2 separate regions of the Mus musculus genome follow, and region 2 is linked to region 1. A link is a contact called in public promoter capture Hi-C data. All regions are on one chromosome and are shown on one strand. Each heading gives the region's core, a stretch centred on a gene start, on an enhancer-like site or on the middle of the called end of the contact. The rest is flanking DNA. Distances are from core to core; before and after follow the strand shown. Region 1 holds the start of Kdelr3 (KDEL (Lys-Asp-Glu-Leu) endoplasmic reticulum protein retention receptor 3). Region 2 holds the start of Grap2 (GRB2-related adaptor protein 2).

Region 1 (5,513 bases), core at 1,353-3,852:
AAACAACTTGGACCCTTCATTTCTCCATCTGTAAGATGCCAACATAGTATCCATTTCATAGGACCCTCAGGCACGCCAGACACCAGAATCATGGAAAAGCATTCAGCTGTTCTTTCTCCATTTCCCCCATTTAACAGACAGGCAAGCTGAGGCCCAGAGAAGGGGCATGCGCAGGCTCACAGGCACAGTAGCAGACCTTGGATATGGACCAAGCCCTGCAGCCTCCCAGCCTGTTCTTTCCCTTCTGCCCCCGTGATGGTCACTTCTCAGGCCTCCCGACTTTGGCCCGTCCCCCTGCCAGTGTCTCCTGGGAGGAATTAAAGGAAGGGGAAGGTTCAGCCCCTTCCCTGCCTCAGGCCCCGCCCACAGCTGCGCTGCTTCCCGGACAGATGTGTTGCATGTGCTTCGTTCTCTCTGGCTTGAGGAGGATGTGGGCGCTGGAAGGAGATGCCAGCTGGCTGGGTAGCCTCACCTGAGAGATTTAAATAACCACTGCCTTCTGTGGGCATTGCTTGGGGGAGACATCTAGGCAGGGAACTGAGGGCCATTTATTTTCCCAGAGAGCCGTGGTCCATGTACCTCACCTGTCTGACCTCAGGGTCCATTCCCTGCCCCCTGGGCTCTAAGGCTGCACAGGGAAGGGCTGCCCAGTATGTCTAATGTGCTGCCTAGCACCCGAAATATATGCAAACCTCCCACAGATGCGCAAGCCCTTTGGCCCTCATCACAGGAACGCTCCTTGTCTGGTGTAAATTTTTGCTGACACCTGGTCATCCACCTCTCTGGGCTGAGAATTCCAACCCTATGGAGCTGGGCCTTGGGCTCTAGGCTGACACGATGTCCTGTGTGATCATCAGAAATGATAGCACCTCTCTGGGCCCTGGATTCTGTGTGTGGTGTGAGAATGGCAGTGCCCTCCCTACTTGGGCACATTGTTGAGATGGTGTCCCTCAAGCCTATACCGTGCCCGTGTTTTGTGTGTGTGCATCTGTATGTGTGTATGAGTATCTGAGTGTGTCTGTGTGTGCATCTGTCTGTGTCTGTCTGTGTGTGTCTGTGTGTCCATGTGTACGTATGTCTGTGTGAGTGTGCATTTGTCTCTGTGTGTTTTATATAAGCTTCCTCTGAGATTAAAACATTCTATCCTGCTGGGTAGCTCCTTAAGCAGGGAGGTAAACAACAACAAGAATAGTCTCAGGAACTCCCTGAAACTGAGCAGATTCCCTAGGCTCCTCCCTGCCAGAGTAAGCAGGGAGTAAGAAGACTCAGAACAAGAAGAGCAGCCTTCGAGAGATTTAGACCAACTGAGGCACCTGGGAAGGATATTCTCCAACCTGCTGAGCTGCCTGCAGGCAGTGGGAAGAGCTCCAGGTTCCCAGCTTGGTGAGCTGTCACCCATGCTGGGTGGGCTTTGGTGATGCAGCTGTCTCTGAGTCATTCCTGCTCCTGTAAGCAACCCTTCACCCATATTCCTCTAAGTAACTCCAGCAAAACTCATTAATTCATGAAGCTGGATATTGGTACTATCTGTACTTTAGGCTGTCGTGGGCTCCCTATCTGGGGTGAGCAGACAAGTGTGTTTCATCTCCCCAGGAAAGGTGTGTGTGTGTGTGTGTGTGTGTGTGTGTGTGTGTGTGTAGATTCACAGCAAGCTGCCCAGGGTCCCCCATGCTGCACCCCCCAGGCAGTGCTACTGGTCACATGCAAAGCCTCCCAGAACTGCTTTGTGCGGGGAGTAATGGTAAAGCAATGGAGGCCAGGAAAGAGTTGGCGAACACCGTAAGCAACAGATCTTCATCCTGCCGAAGCCTCTCCTGCACACAGAGGGAGCCAGACGAAGCCATTTCTTTAGGAAGAAACCAGCTACAGGAGGGAGGGGGGCTGGGATCAAGGAGAAGGCAGAAAGGCCCTTGGTTTATCGGTTCCATAGCTATAGATTAATAGACCTGTGCCCAGAGAGGATGCTTCACATAGCAATGGAGGCCTCCAGCCCACCTAAGATTCTTCCTACTCTATCCTGCCTGCCTCTATGCCGTGCTTGGAGTTTTTCCTGGTCAGTGAAGTTCTTTCCAGTGTCTTCCCACATGAAGAAGAGGGGGGCAGAAATGAAGGCGGTGGGCATCCCCAACACACTCAGCCTCTTTTACACCATTAGCATCTCCCTTGTAGTCAATACTGAAGCCCAGAAAGGGGACTCAGAGTCAGCCTCTCTCCCCACCGGAAACCATCAACAAGGTTATCTCAGAGCTAGCTCAGGTTATCTCAGAGTTTAACAGGTGATGGCTCCTTTCAGCACCACTTCCCGGGAGTTCCAACCTGGGAGGTCTTCCGCGGCTGAAAGCCTGCTTCCACCACCCAGGGCCCAACAGAGCTATGAAAGTCAGGACTTGAAGTGAGTGCCAGGCCCTGACTGTGGTTTCTGGGGATGAGAGGAACACTTGGTGCCTACGCAGGACCAGAGAGGGAGGGGCTCGGCTTGGGCCAGCAGCGGCTGTGTAAGCTGCCCCGCCTGTCGGCGTGGGGACGTGAGAAGCGCTGCTTCCTGGCTCCTGTCCCGCGCCTGGCCGCCCCGCCACGTCACCGCGCGGCCAAGGGTGCGCGCGGCGGGAGCGCGCCAGCAAGGAGGCGCGGCACCGGCCTGGGGCACCGCGAGGAGCAGGGACGGGGACGTGGCAGCGCCCCGCGCAACAGAAAGTTCCCTGGGAAGTTCTGCGCGACACGGCGCGGGAGCGGCGGGCGGGACCATGAACGTGTTCCGAATCCTCGGGGACCTGAGCCACCTCCTGGCTATGATCTTGCTCCTGGTGAAGATCTGGAGGTCCAAGAGCTGCGCCGGTGAGCGGCGCCCGGGGCGGGGCGGGACCGGACCATGGTGAGGACTTAGGCTCAGAGGGAAGCCGGGCGCGCGCGCTTCCAAAAACTTCAGCGAAGTTTTTCGACATCAGAGGATCCGGGAGATTATGAGGGAGCGTGGCTTCTGTCTCCATGAAGAGCCCTACCTCACGCTTCTCGCCCTATCCTTAACTGGGCAGCTGGCAGTATCACGGCTGCTGGGCGAGGAGTGGAGGGGGACCTTCCCCTGGGAGGAGACCATATTTGAAGTCGCCTTAGTCGTCGAGTCTTCATTCTCTCCTGCCTTTTATTTCCCCAGAGAGAGCCTTTTCCTGCCAGCTGGTGATATCAGCCTGGCCCAGGGATGTGGAGCTGGCTCTGAGTGGAAGGCGTTGGAGGGGCTCGCGATTTGTCTACAGGTCTAGCGGCCTTGCTGGGATGGGAAATATCTGGAGGCTGGGTTGATGATTTCAGTCCCCGGGTTAATAAGAAGCTGCCCATTGTCTTTCAGCCATCTCCGTTCCTAGCGTTCCCTGCCTGTCCCAGGCATGCAATTGAGTGTGAGCTCAGACTCTACCAGAGCTGGGGAGGCAGAGAGCAGCTGAGGGCTACGTGGACAGAGAGGATGGGCAGGGTATGTGCTCAAGGTACAGGGTACGGTGTTGAGAACACCCGTGCAAATACGTAGAAGCCACAGGGCATAGGGCATGTCCTGGGAAGGACACAGGAGGAAGAGGAATCCAGAAGGTAGGATGGACTAATGGTGAAAGGCTTTTTCCGGTCACATTCGGGATCCAGGATGAAGGAAACCATCGAAGAAGTAGGAGCAGAGGCAGAGGCTCAGCAGGTCTCTTGAGACTCCGGAAATGGAGGTTGAGAGCATTTTGAGATGTCACCTGGGAGGCTGATCAGGAGAGGGACTTGGTTGAGTATGGATCAGACACATTTTGGATCCAGTGGCTCTGGACTGAATTAGACGTTACCGGGGGTTTGTAGTAGTCAGTTGCCTGAGAGATCGTCTCTCACGGCCCTTCTGCTTGCTGGGCCTGTGACTTTGCTTTAGAGGTCCGGGGTAGGATTGGGGGAGTGCTTGTTACCTCCTCCCTCATCCTGTGAGGGACACTGTGCCCTGATACCCCAATGCCCTGCCTTAGGGAGCTGACCTACTGAGAGACCAGCAGAAAGCGACAGGAGGAGCAAATCAGTATGCGTTGCTGTAGGCGAAAGAAAAATGGCAGCTGGTGCCAGCCCCAAATGCCAGAGACACACTGGCCACTGTCCCACTGTCCTGCTGAGTTGTGTAGCCTGGGGCTTCTGTTTCCCTATCAGTCAGAGGGACTCACTCACGGTGTCTCTCTTCTCCTGGGCTTCTGGTAGGGATAGTGTTTATGTGTTTATGTGTGGAGCCACTATGGGTAGAACCCTGAGCCTACAAGGTTAAGAGGACTGGAGGATATAGTGGCCAGGTATCCCCCATGAAGCTGCTGCCTAGACTGTCCTAATAGGGCAGGTGCCTCTTTGGCAAGGGCTTGGTGAAGGGGCAACACAGCCAGCCCCACCTGGTCTAGGTCGCCTCCCCATCTGTGTCACCCCCTATAGGAGTTCCTTTATGGCCTCGTCTGTCTCCCTGCTAGGCTCTACTCAGGTCCTAGGTCTTGGTCACATGGCTCCAATCACATGTGCGGGGGATGGGGGGGAGGGGAAACAGGACTACTAGTGAGGAATGTGAGGCCCACACTCGCCTGCAGCCGGTATCTGGGCCCAGTGTTCTTCAGAGTGGGAGAGACCTTAGGAGTCTCCTCCATCATTAAAAATGTCACTCTGACTGGGTAGTGGTAGCACGCTCCATTAATCCCAGCACTTGGGAGGCAAAGGGAGGTGGATCTTCTTGAGTTCAAGGCCAGCCTGGTCTACAGAGAGAGTTTCAGGATAGCCAGGGCTACATAGAGAAACCCTGTCTCGAAAACATACAAACAAGACAAAAACAAAAAAACCATCCCAAGACTGCCCGTCACAACCAGAAGAGTGAGACAGGGAGTGTGGGCACAGGAAGGCAGAGTCACTACAGGGGTCACAGGATGCAGACCCTGTGTTCACTTGGAATAGAATCTAGACAAATTGCTAGGCTGGAGGGGGTGTGGCAAGAGCCAGGAGGGAGGATGGCCCAGGCAGCAGCTGGGACAAGGCTTTGGGTCTTTTAAGGACATTTGGAAGTCACATAAAAGCTTTAAGCAGAATTTTGTTTTCAAATAGCCCTTGGGTTTCTGGATGGAGAATGGAAAGTGGGGGTGGGGGTGGGGCCGCTGGCCAGCAATTGTTGGGCTATCTGAGAGTAGCCGAGTAGAGAAGAGAGAGGCTAAAGAATACTGGGGCGTGGTGACTGGAGGGGTGTGAGAGAGGGAGAGAGGCTCAAGGGTGGCCATGAGTTTGCAGAGGGATGAAGGGCTGTTTACCAAGAAGGGGTGGAGAAGGCTATTCGGAGATAGGTTTGTCTTGGATGACTTTTGGGGCCTTGTGGGATTGTCCTGAAAAATGGAGCGGACAGATGAATGAACATACAGGCCAAAACTAAGAGGAGCCTTGGATCTGGAGGCTCTCTGGAGTGTGTGTATGTTTGTGTGTGTGCATGTGTGTGTGTGCACACGTGTTAGAAGCCATCAGCCACAGGGATGGCTGAGATG
Region 2 (5,513 bases), core at 1,365-3,864, 1.1 Mb after region 1:
TGACCCTTCAAAAGGAATTGCTGGATCTTTTCTTTTTTTTTTTTTTTTTTAAGCAAGTGTGGTTTTTAAAGAAATTTTCTCTATTGCGGATAAGTGGGATTTCACACGTCCTGAATCCTCCCAATTACTTGCTATTTTTTTCTAAGTGTCTTCTGACAGCAAAGGCTGAAATGCAGATGTCCTCACACTGGGGTCTTGCTTCGTTCCGATGTGCTTTGTCCTCCTTCAGTCACAGAGCTGATGTGAGGTAAAGTACTGAGGTGGCCTGTGCTGCCTGTCATTCCTGCCAGCCAGTCAGCACTCTGCTCTTTACTTGGAAGTGGAGGGGTTCCATATTAGGGTACCTGCTGAAACCCTTCTAAGGGGCTCTGGATAGAACTGTTCGCCAGTTCCCCTTCCTGCCCACACCCCAGCCTTGCAAGCTGAGGGGGTCCTGGTTAACCAACCATTCCATGTCACTGACTTGGGGAACTGCCACTGAGAAAGATACTGACCAGGGGCTCTTGGAGCCTTGGAACTTGGCAGTGGAGCTGTTTCATGTAATGATGGGACCCTAGAAGGTACTTAGATCACAAAGGTGGGACCCTGAAGCCAGTGTTAGTGTGATGTGTTATCTTTAAAGTGCTCTGTAATGTGAAAACAGTGGCTATCCTGTTCACAAGCAACTTAGCTTTAAGAAAATTGTACAGAATTTTCTTTTAAAGTTGTCTTTTTTTAAAAAAAAAAAAAAGAGTTGTTTACTCTTATTTGTATGAGTACACTGTAGCTGTCTTCAGACACACCAAAAGAGGGCATCGGATCCCGTTACAGATGGTTGTGAGCCACCATGTGGTTGCTGGGAATCGAACTCAGGACCTTCGGTAGAACAGTCAGTGCTGAGCCGGCCGAGCCATCTCTCCAGGCCTCAGACTTTTATTAATAAGAAAAGAAGCTGGAGAAATGACCCAGTAAAGACTCACGTTGAGCAGCTCACTGTGGTCTGTTACCCCGGTTTCAGGAGACCTAGCACTCTTCTGGTCTCCATGGGCATTGCATTCCCATTACTAAGGATGCAAATTACTTCTTCTAGCCCATTTGATGAATATTTACTGAGCACCTACTATGACCAAAGTAATGTGCCAGTTCTATACCAGGCTCCTTCTTCCCTGTTTCAATTAAAATGCATAATCAGGCAGGCATGGTAGTACACATCTATAGCCCAGCATTGGGGCTGGCTGGACCCAAATCTTGAGGCTGCAGCTGGAAGTCAAAGAGTTCTAGGCATAGCCTGGGCTACAGCACAGAAGAAAACATGTCTCAAAAAAAAAGTGAGAGATTATAATGAGAAAAGGGTTTTTAAAATATAAATCTTCAAGCCCAGTGGTGGTAGTACACTCCTTTAATCTCAGCACTCAGAGGTAGTGCAGGTACATCTCTGAGTTTGAGGCCAGCCTGGTCTACAGAGCAAGTTCCGGGAAACTCTATCTTGCAAACCAAAAACTAAAATAAAATAACTTTTTAGTAAAGTTTATCATTTAAAGAAGCAATGAGATACCGCCTCAGAAGTCAGGAATGAAGTCTAAGTTATACTCTTAGAACTTCAAATTGAATCAAATGGGGAAAAAACTATGCAGAGATTCATGCCGGAGGTATCCCGAAATGTCCCTCTTCTCCTTGGATCCAGCCTCCAAACTCTAAAGGCCTTGCTTAGCCAGTTGAAATGCGTCTCCTTTTTGTGCAAGAGATACAAGAACAAAGAGAAAGGAAGAGAGACTTCAACGGGCTGCAGGTGGTGTGGGGGCAGGGAGAGTTAGAAATATGGAGGTGAGAACTGGGGAAGTTGAGGGAGATGATGATTCTTAAATTGTCAGAGAGCCTTGGGTCCAGCTTGCTCAAGAGAACGTGAAGTCCCACGGGTCCAAGGAAAGATCTGCACTCTTGACCATAGCAAGCCTGGACTTAGAACCCCTGGCTTATCGGCTAGTTAACCCCCATAGTGTGTGTCTGTGTCGTGTGTCTGTGTCACTAACAGAACTCCTGGCTTAGAGAGCCTCCCACTGTTTTCTTCCTTCTCTCTTGGGTCAAGATTTGTATCACAAGCTAAGAGTTATGTAAATGGGTTGGCTACACTTAGCAAGCGGTTTCTCTGAGATTTTAACATCATGATTGACCAGGGAAGACTTTAACTTTTTCCCAGTGGCCTTTGCATTTCTCCGGATGGAATGATGTGAAAACAGGCTTTTTCCTTGAGGCCAGCAGCAGCTTGTTACCGGATCATATCCAAACTCAGAAGTTTTCTTGTGTGAATGTGAGCGTTGGGGGCAGGCGTGTTTTCAGAAGTTTTCGTATGTGTATGTGAGCGTTGGGGGCAGGCGGGTTTTGTTAAAACTGAAACGAATAGGAGCAGGCATGTTTCGGTGAACCTCCTGCGTTTTGGTTCAACTCTAGCAGCTAGAAAACAAAACCACATAATCTGAGGCTCACGCCCAGCTCTGCGCAGCAGGGTGTCTGCTAGTTCCTGTGTGGTTTGCCTGCAGACTGGCTGGGGGGGAGCTTGGAGGAGGGCAAGGGGCAGGGAGGAGGAAGCTGTATTGATGGATCTGGGGCTTGCGACCTGCTTCAGTGTGGTGCTCAGAAACCAGCACAAGGCAGACCTGTAGGCTGAGGCGGCGCGGTAAACTTGACATTTGAATGCATCTTCCCACTGGCAAAAGGCAATTCTAATAACTCGTTGTCAAAGCCGAGATACACGCTCAACTCAACCTCTTCGCGTCCCAAAGGTAAGTCATGCGTCGTGGGTGCACGCCCTCTGGAAACCTTGAGCGCTTTTAAGATTCTGTTCTCTGTAAGCCAAATCTAATGAAAGCTAGTCCTACTGGTTTTCTGAACTTTGCTGGCAATACTTCAGCCATCAGCCTAGGCTTCTTATCTAGTTGGCTTACGTTAGTAGGGATTGGATTCAACTTCTGTCAAACGAACTAGAGAAAACTTGGTCTTTACTGGGCCCATGGGGGAAAAAACGGCAGTTCTACTAACTGGCTTCAGAGCGATCTCTGGGAAAGACCTTGGATGTTGAGGTCCCAGAGGGGGAAAAAAAAATCCCCCTTCAATAGTGAAGTCGGGGAGTGGCAGGTGGTAGGGAATTGAGCCCAGACTCTGAGGACTTGCTCAATTTTTTCACCAACTCCAAACTGCTAGTTCTGGCGGCATTTGCTCTCTTTACGAAGAACACTGGTCTGAGTTCCTTTAATAAGAGAAAACTTCCCGTGGGAAGACATGAGGAGAGGGTGTTGTCTATCTTTGTCTCTTTATTAATAGTTGTGTGGCATCTTTAAAGACCATCTCTGGTTTCTGCTCTTGTCCCCATCTGTTTCAGAACCTGAGAAAGGAATGCAAAGACCAGGTTTTCACTGACTTAACCATGACTGCATCCACTTAACCTCAAGTGCAGCCTTGTTAATAAGGCATATGGAACACTTTGTATATCATTAGAAGTACTCATCCAGAGATAGACTAAGGGGGGCTACTTGGTCTCCAAACCACCGCAGGGATAAGGCAGTGATGAGCACACATTGTTGGAGGGTGAGAAACTTCAGTGGAAGAGCCTTGCATATGGGTCCATTTATTATAAACTGCTAATTTGTTATAGGGTCCCTTTTTTTTTCTTCTTCATTTTTGATTTCAGAAAGAACGTTTAGTTTAACCTGGTCTCTTTTAGTGAATCAACATGGCCTACAAAGCTTGATATTCATAGTATAATTTTAGAGAGGCCCTCTTGAAAGAAGCAGCCACTATTAAGTAGTGTCTCCCTCTCCCCCCCCCCACCCCCCCACCAAGGCAGGGTTTCTCTGTGTAGCCCTGTCTGCCCTGTCTGTGTAGCATAGGCTGGCCTCGAACTCACAGAGATCCTCCTGCAAGTAGTATATTTCGATGCCAAGTTTTTAAAAAACTTCTAACTTATTCCCTTTTTAAGAATTTTTTTGTGTTTGTGTTCTGGTTTTCTGTAAAAGGAGGCAGCCCCACATCACTGAAGAAAACTACCCTATTAAACTCAACCCCAGAGAGTCTCCCACATAGTAAACTGTAATCTTATTCTCCCTAAATTGTAATAGCTTTCATCTTTTAAAAATGGCTTTACTGAAGCTGAGGGGAAGGAGGTGATCGATCAATTCAATATAAAGAAATGCCTTTGCTTCTAACAATAGCTTCCACGTCTCAGGCCTTCATTGTTTTATACCTACCCCAGAGGGACACCATAAGAATAAAAGAGTTAACATAAATACCATGTACCTTAGGGAAAGGCGCTGTGAAAACGCATGATGGGTCCATTATTATTTCTCTAAATCTTAATCATTTTCCTTCTCGTCTCTTGTACAAAACGCATCTCTCCTGCTGCCCAGAGCCTGCTCTTTTGGAACCATTGCCTTCTGGAAGAGCTGCCAGTGATTTCCATGTGTCTGTTGATTCCCAAAGAATAACACCTGCTGCTGTTGGCAGCTTAAAGAGCTCAGGCCTGAACTTGAACAAAAAAAAAAAAAAAAAATATGTGCCCCTTTTCCTGGCTCTAGAAAAGTCTATAATTGTTCACAAATATGTCATTAAGTGTGATTCCATCAGCGTTTCTTAACTGAGCAACAGTTGCTGCTGGGTGAGTCCAAGAGACAGCACCTGCAAGCTCCTGTGAAGCAAGGTCAAAGTGGGGCAGCCAGGTAGCTCAATGAGCAGAGATGCTCGCCAGCAAATCCAACTCTGTGAGTTCAGTCCCTGGGACTCACATGGTGGGGAGAAAAGAAAAGAGCCCTGCTCTTCGTTCTCTGACTCAGCCTCCACACTGTAGCATACGACGCACACGTAAATAATAAATAATATAAAGTCATAGTAAGCAAATACTTTTAAAAGTCCAAGAGTAGTCACCGTGTAGTTATTTGAATCAAAGAGTAGAGGAGGTGAGCTCATGGTGTACAACTGGAGCCTTCGCGCCGCGCATCTCCCTATACAAAGGGGCGCCTCCATTTCGTGTGTCTCTGTCCTTTTTTCTTCATTATCATATTTTTATACTGTTGGGAGAATTTTCAGGAAATCACAGCTTCATTCAATGAACACGTCACTCACATTTATTGAGCAATTGCTTTGTGCCGCACTTGCCCAAGGGTGCCAAGGTCTCTAACAACGTTCACAGTGGGTTTCAGTAGACTTGAGCCAATAAGAATCCAGTAAGTAATGTTTTAAAGTAGTTTTCTTTCTACGTATACAAGCATAGTCCAAAGTTTTAGAGAGTTTAATACAACGAGAGCGACATACACAATGATAGAAACCTTCTTTGCTCTTCAAAGATGTTAATCATTTCATGAAGAAAGTGAATTTATGTACAGATAGATTTAAGCAAGGCATGGTGGCACATGCCTGCAATCCCAGCTCTTGGGAGGCAGAAGCCAGGACTGGTACAATTTCAAGGCCACCAGGCCAGCCAGCCAGCTACACAAGCAAGACTATCAAAAAAAAAAAAAGTGTACACATTTAATAGAAAGTTGAAA

Evidence for each region. Promoter capture Hi-C pulls out the DNA fragments that hold promoters and counts their contacts.
Region 2: a promoter capture Hi-C map of liver shows a contact between it and region 1, with 5 times the contacts expected there. The contact joins the promoter of Grap2 here to the promoter of Kdelr3 in region 1. A contact is called at or near these places in 3 of 39 promoter capture datasets (hematopoietic stem and progenitor cells and liver) and 1 of 115 datasets of contacts at active chromatin or transcription factors (pancreatic cancer cells).

The regions. Positions count from the first base shown.
Region 1 is chr15:79,513,806-79,519,318 of GRCm38.p6, forward strand. Kdelr3 (KDEL (Lys-Asp-Glu-Leu) endoplasmic reticulum protein retention receptor 3) reads left to right here and starts at 2,603. Exons shown (of 5, transcript NM_134090.2): 1 at 2,603-2,835. The coding sequence starts at 2,745.
Region 2 is chr15:80,569,983-80,575,495 of GRCm38.p6, forward strand. It overlaps Grap2 (GRB2-related adaptor protein 2), which reads left to right and starts at 2,615. Exons shown (of 8, transcript NM_001289442.1): 1 at 2,615-2,759.